2 separate regions of the Sus scrofa genome follow, and region 2 is linked to region 1. A link is a contact called in public promoter capture Hi-C data. All regions are on one chromosome and are shown on one strand. The core of a region is the stretch at or near the end of the contact, and the rest is flanking DNA. Distances in the headings are between cores, read along the strand shown.

Evidence for each region. Promoter capture Hi-C pulls out the DNA fragments that hold promoters and counts their contacts.
Region 2: a contact with region 1 is called in a promoter capture Hi-C map of fetal liver, with 3 times the contacts expected there. The contact joins the promoter of STON2 here to the promoter of TSHR in region 1. A contact is called at or near these places in 2 of 5 promoter capture datasets (fetal liver and liver), 14 of 47 Hi-C or Micro-C datasets (adipose tissue, alveolar macrophages, embryonic fibroblasts and 10 more) and 1 of 2 datasets of contacts at active chromatin or transcription factors (alveolar macrophages).

The regions. Positions count from the first base shown.
Region 1 is chr7:103,767,154-103,770,674 of Sscrofa11.1, reverse strand. TSHR (thyroid stimulating hormone receptor) reads right to left here and starts at 1,739. Exons shown (of 10, transcript NM_214297.1): 1 at 1,517-1,739. The coding sequence starts at 1,686.
Region 2 is chr7:104,187,731-104,191,251 of Sscrofa11.1, reverse strand. STON2 (stonin-2) reads left to right here and starts at 1,519. Exons shown (of 8, transcript XM_021099580.1): 1 at 1,519-1,683.

The sequences.
Region 1 (3,521 bases), core at 490-2,989:
TTTGAGGAAAGTGCCAGAAATTCCTTTCAGTAGGAGTAGAAAGTGAGACGGAGTAGGAGCTCTGAGGTGTGAAAGAGTAGGCTCAGTCTTAAAGGATCTTGTAGGTTGTACAATAGTTTTATCATAGGAGCCATAAGGAGTTAATCAAGAGCAAAAGAACAAATTTCATTCTGTGGTGGCACCACGGAGACAGAAGCCACCACTTGGAAGTTATTGCACTAATTAATCCAGGTGAGATAAGAAACGGAAGCATCTCAGCCCAGAAAGACACACCTGTGCTAAAACTTTTAGAACCTACTGTTGAATGTCCCCATGAGCTAAATTCTTGAGGAAATCTTAAATACAACTTCACCATTGCTTTTCATTTATCTACATTTTCTTTCTCAACCTGTGCTTTCTTCCCTTAACTGGTTTTATCCAGTTAAGTAAACAGTAAAAGCAGATTGTTTTACTGTTCTTTCTAACTGTTCTATTTCTAAACATCCAAGAAAGGCTTCTTTCCTTGTTTACAATGATACTTTCAATTGTCATCGATTTAAATGTCTGTTAAGGAACAGATAAATAAAACTTCTTAAACATCAAGTTTCTGATTTGGTAATATTTAACATGCAGATTAAAATGTGTTTTATGAAATTCTGTCTCTTCATACCTCTACCATTACTATCCCAAAGGAGGTGATACATTGGTGGGTAGTTCATATGTAAATAAGTAACTCAGATACTTCCTACAAAGTTAGCTTCTTACAAAGTATAAAGGGTATACAGTCAACCTTCCATATGTGCAGTTTTTACATCTACAGATTCAACCAAACCTGGATTCAAAATACACAGAAGAAAAATTCCAGAGTTTCCAAAAAGCATAACTTGAATTTGCTCCACACTGGCAACTACTGACACAGCATTTACATTGTACTTAGAATTATGTACATAGTATTTACATTGTATTAGGTATTATAAGTAATCCAGATGATCTAAAGTATACAGGAGAATGTGTGTAGGTGATATGCAAATACTACGCTTGAGCATCCTGAGATTTTGATATACCCAAAACCAATCCCCATGTATACCGAGACAATTGTATTTTGAAAAGAGCCTTGATTAAATTTTTGTCAATTATTGGATGAATCAAGAGACCTACTCAGATAATCTCCCATCTAGAAAGATTAAAAGTTGAAACACTTTTTTTTGCAATTTTTCATCACACAAAATAAGATCAAAACGATCAGTTCATTAGTTGCTATTAATCTTTGAGTAAAATTAAGATTCAGCCAGGACTAGGAATAGGCAAAGAGCAAAAGAGCAACTCTTCAGCAAGAACAGCTCTCACTTTAACCTTTACTAAAGTTTAGTTGCCTTTTTTCTGTTTGAAGTAACTATAGAGTCAGCAATCCCAAATTTGCCGCAGCCCCTCCCCCCCACACCTTGGCCTCTTCTCAAGCTCTTTTTGTGCACTTCTATCCACCTCTTCCAGCTGTCTTTGGCAGCTGAGTCCTCCCCGTCCCCTCCCTGGTACTCACAGTGTCTGAGTATTGGGTGGTAAGGGGGGGATGCTGTGGATATCCTTGCAGGTGACTCTGAAGTCGTCCTCCTGGTGGCATTCGCAGGGCGGAGACGGACACCCTTTCCCCCTGAGGCTCCTGGGCAGGGCGAGAAGCAGCGCCAGCTGCAACAGGGGCGTCAGACTCATTTTCCTCGGGCCTCCAAGGCTATCTCTTCATCTTCAGCCCTCTGCGCCTCCGGTGCCCTCAGGCTGATGGAGCAAGGGAAGGGTGGGAGGAAGGAGGAAGGGGTTGTGACTTCAGCACCAAAGAGGAGGCTGGAGAGAGGAAAGAAGAGGCTCTTAAGTGCTCCGTTTCCCTGGGCAACTCTCCACCCAAACAAGCTTGCTTACTTTCTTCACTTCTTGCCCGACGCCTCACAGCCCGCTCCGTCTGTTCCCTGACACTCCACACCAGTCCCAGCTGTCCCCTCTGCTTTCCAAACTGCCCCCTCGTGTTCCTCCCATTATTTCTCTCCAAAGCCTCACTTAGATGTCCTCTTCTTTCCTTGTCGCTAAACCCAGCGGGCCCCCTTTTCCCGTGGGTAACCTCCCCAAAGCACTGCCTGTTGGGATCCACTGCACGCACCCTCTTATTCAGAGAAAGTTCCAGCGGAACGGACAGTCTCGGGCGGACAAGGGTCCCGCACACTTTCAGCTCCTAGGACGCCTCTGCTGAGGGTCGGAGGCGGACACACGTGGCTTGCCAGCCCGAGGTGTGGCCAGGGCCGGGGCGAGACACCCCTGGAGGATCCTCTTGGCTCCCCAACTTCAGCGCAAGCCCGGGCTGGGCGCGCAGCCACAGGAGCAGAAGTCGCCTCGAAGAGGCGCCTAGTGGCGTCCGGCTCTGCCTGCAGACCGCGGACTCGGAGAGGCAGGGCACGAACTGGGCTCTGCGGCCACCTGCTGGGGAGAACCGGGAGCGGCAGAAACAGTTCGAGCACCTTGAACTGAACAATGAGCCCGCTTTGCTGTACCAAGTTGAAGCCAACTGGTAAATTCTGGTCTGCCCAGGAATTCTATCGAGCCATATTTCCCCCAGAAGATGGGAAGAAAAAGAATACCTAAGTGGCACAGTATCATCTACTCGTCATTCTTCAGACAGTAGCCAAAAAGATAAATTTAAATAGAAATCAGGTTGTGCCAATTTTCCTCTTAAAAGCCTTCCATTGCTAATTATTTCTTCTTGGGGTAAAAGGAATATCAATTTCTCACATACTGTATCATCTCATTTATGTGAACTTCTGATATGGGGGAAAAGCTGTGGTGATGGAAACCAGAATAATGACTAGGGGAAACACTGGAAAGGGACAAGAGAGAACTCACAGGAGTAATAGAAATGTTCGACATCTTGATTAGACTGGACATAAATGGATGTACATTTTGCCAACATTTATTGAACTGTATACTTAAAGGATGTGTACTTCAATCTTTGTAGTGTCTTTATTCATAATCCCCCAAACTAGAAATCACCCAAATGTCCTTCTACCACGTAATGGATCAACAGTGATACATCCATACAATGGGATACCATATCACAATAAAAATGAGATACGAATTTTTTAAAAGAAAATTGAGTATAAATTCTCTAGACTGACCAATAAAGTCCTACTCTAGGTGCTGGTATACTTTTCCTGTAAAGAACTATACGGTAAATGTTTTAGGCTTTGTGGACCGCATAGGGTCTTTGTCATATCTTTTTCTTTTTCATACAACCCTCTAAAAATGTAAAAACATTCTTAGCTTGTAGACTGTCCCAGAACAATCCTGGGGCAGGATTTGACCTAGAAGTCACGTTTGCTGATCTCTGTCTTTCATGATCTGACACTTACCGTCACTTTGATGGACCTGGAACAAGACAAGTTTATATCACCTCTGGGTCTTTGCTATCACCGAACTCTATGCCTGGAACAATCTGTCCCCAGATATTCACATCACTCAAATCATGATCTTAATACCACCTCCTTAGAAAGATTCCTTGAAAA
Region 2 (3,521 bases), core at 270-2,769, 420 kb before region 1:
TTGTCTGGGGGAGTTAGTGAGGGCCTCAGGAAGGAGGGGGTATTTGAATTGAGTCTTGAGTGTGAAGTAGAAGTTGCTAGGGAAGAAACACAACACAAGAAGCAGAACAGCAAAGAATCTGTTGTGCCCTCATGTTTTTACCAGGTGCCAAGTATATCTTTTCAGTACAAAGTGAATTGGTTAGTTGTCCATCGATATCAACTGGAGAAATCTGAGCTACTTTTCTCCTGGGGTCTTTGGTTCCTCAAAGCAGATGACTTTAAGCTCACTCTAGGGCAAAAACCAGGCTGTTTAAAATGCGTCAGTAGGGTCTTTTAACTTCTCTACCAAACTAAATTTCTCACTCATGGTTCTGTCAACAAAGGACAGTAGAACTAGGGGGAAACACCTGTAGGAACCCGGTTGCATACTTGCTGTCAAGAAGACATTACTGCAACCTAAGTCAAAGGTCCTAAAATAGAATCTGTACTGTTTTTTTCCTACTCATTGTCTGGATTTTTTTTGGGGGGGGGTCTTTTTATGAGTGGTAGAACAAAGTCCTAGGGGCATCCTAATTTATGGTGCTTGCTTTTATTCCTTAGAAAGATTCCGTGCAGGTGAGAGAAAATGTTGGGAGGCCTAAAGACTATGAAATGGAAGAAGAAATGGAAGATGGGATCAATTTTAATTCCCCACAATCCCTCTCCATTCTAACCTGTGCCCCTCCTTCACAATGTGAAGAGACTGAGTGTGTCTTCCAGGAGAAAATCTCCATATTCAGAGCTGACACCACGCGTCCACACGGGACACGTGGGTATCCTTATGACAGCTGTTTCCTGTGTTCCCGAATTAATACATGCAAAGTACTTGGAAAACTGGTAAATATTACGCGCCATGAAAACATTAGGGTTATTAATATTGTTGTTATTCAGCCTTATCTCCCTAGTTAGGCATAAATTCCTCATAAAACAACACTTGCCGTCTTTCTCGTTCTTAATAATTTATTAACGTGATTAGGACTTTGGATAAGTCGCTTACCCTTTGCAAGTTTTGGTTGGACCACAAAAGATCGTGTGTCAAGTACTATCTGAGTCTACAAATACAATTTGGCGCCCACTGTTTACAAGCCACTGCCCTGTGTCCTACGCCCTTTTTATAGTAAAAATATTAAATGAACGTGAAGTCAAAACCCTACGTAGGAGTGAGACGGGAGAAGCAATGATTTCCACGATCCAGCTTGGCACCGGGTGTGGGAGAGACTCCCAGACGATCCCCACTCCCTGCCATTGCCGTGCTACTCGCAGCGACGCTTTGCGCCCCGCTGGGTGCTGGACTCCACTCGCGCGGAGGAGCAGATCCCGGTCTCAGCGTCTGGATTCCGACCTCGGGGTTCAGCAGGGACACGAGGGTGCGGTGCAGGGTTGTCCAGAGCAGGTCCTGTCGGCTCCCGCCCCGCCTCACCGCCCAGGCTTCCTGCTGCCCAATCAGGGCGCGGCTCGGGCGTGATCTGCGACCAATCAGGAACGGCTGGAACGGTGCCGGGAGTCCGCGGGCGCAGAGCAAGCTCCGACTCCCGAGCCGGCGCGGGGCTGCCAGGAGCGCGGCTACAGCAGCGCAGCGGACGGGGAGCCTCGGACCAGCCCAGCTCGCTCTGCCGCGGCGACCTTCCAGCCGACGCTCGGGAAACAGCGGGCCGCGTCTCAGGTAACCTCGCCGGCGCCCCACAGGGGGAGGGCGAGCGTGCCCTGGGAGCGGGGCCCCGCAGGTGGAGCGGGCGGGGGTCGGGCCGGCCGCTAGGTCCTAGCGCCGCGGGTGCTGCCAGAGCCCCCAGAGCCCCGGGGCTAGCCTCGGCCGGAGCCCCCGGGAGACGCGTTTCCACCAGCCCCCGGCGTCCGGGTGTGAGAGGGAGCTAGGTGAGGCGGCGGGGGTGGATTGGGGAAGACAAGACACCTGCGACACCCGCACCCTTACACAGACTCTGCCTATGGGTGTCTTCCCTGAGAGCTGGGTCCCCGGCCGTCTTCATTGGCCCAAGTAGGGAGGCGACAACAGGTGTCCCTGCGGACCGTGCTTTTCTCCTCCACGCTCTGAGCCTGAAATCCCGGCTTTGGCGTTCTGCCCCACCTTCGGGGTGTTCGGAGACAGGACCCCAGCCTCGCCTCTCAGGCGCGCTGCCCGCTGGACAGCGCCCAGAGGCGTCTTGGACCCAGCGGACCCGGGCTTTGGATGGAGTTTCCTCCTCGCGTTGCCAAGCAATTTGCAGGACACCCGCCTCTCGATGAGACCATGAGAGTTTGTGTGGGGGCTGGGGGGTGGGGATGTGTGTAGGGGTGTGTGTGTGTGTGTGTGTGTGTGTTGCAGCCTCCACTAAAAGGGCTGTGAGTGAATCATTAACTGTGGCCTCTGCCTGTCTCTTAGGCAGGGCCTGACTCTTCTAATCTGTAAAGTGAGGGCAATGCTTTTACCTGCCTGATAGCGTTGTTTTGAGAATTAAATGAGCCAATGCTGAAAAACACTGAGGACGGTGCTAAATACTCAGTAAATGCTGGCTCTTACTATTTATTCTTCGGAGTGGATGGTCTTTTAAGAAGACATGTCCAAACTGGACCAGTGACTGTTTGGAGCTCTGAACAGCTTTTTACACTTAAAGCAATATTAATGTTACTGGGCGGTATCATTTAAAGGTACAAAATCCTGGGGATTTTGAGGGATTAAAAAAAAAAAAACTGCTTCATTGGAATGGTGAGAGAGATAAATGGATTCCAATAGAAACTGAGAAAACTCTGTAGCCCTTGAGAAAATTGGTATGAATATTATGTAAAAAGTATATCATGGTGCTTTATTGAATCTCACTAGTGTGGCTGATTTGGGGGTAAATTTTGAAGGTTCTTATAACTCCTACTCCTCCCTTAAACAAGTAGAGAGTGGAGAACAAGGGAGAGAGAGAGAGAAAGAAGAAAAACAAAAAGTCCCACCACAAAACAAAATACAGGCAGCTCATAGAAACCTAAAATTGCAGTTGCCACTTCAGGTGATTTTTTTTCCTGTTTCTGACCCGGGTGGTCTGGTTCAGTTCTTTGTCACCGTGTCACTTAATTGAAGAGTTAAGTAAACGCTTAGCCCCAAGAATTTGTCTTTTGAAAATCTAGAATATCATTAAGTATCAGACTTGCTTGGATTTCTGAGCCCTCTGCTACTTGCTTCCTACCCCCTATCAAGCCCCAAAGGACCTTCCCAAAGATTCTCAAGAGTAATGTTAGTGGGGAACCACCTGTCTCCCACCACATTACCTCCATAGCCTGGGACCTGGGGAAAGGGCACAGGCAGAATGTCCTGGTTCTCCTAGGGTCTCCAGCACACTTGCCAGAGCCTTAAAATAAATACTTGCCCTTAGAGAAAGTGATTATCATCTCAGAGGGAAAGAAGCGCACTTCCAGATGCAAATCTTTCAAGTGTCAAATTAATTCGCCAGCCCTTTCAGTTGTTGATAAGGAGACCTACTCTTTCCACCTGAGTGGGAGGAGCTGAAGCTTGACGGTGGA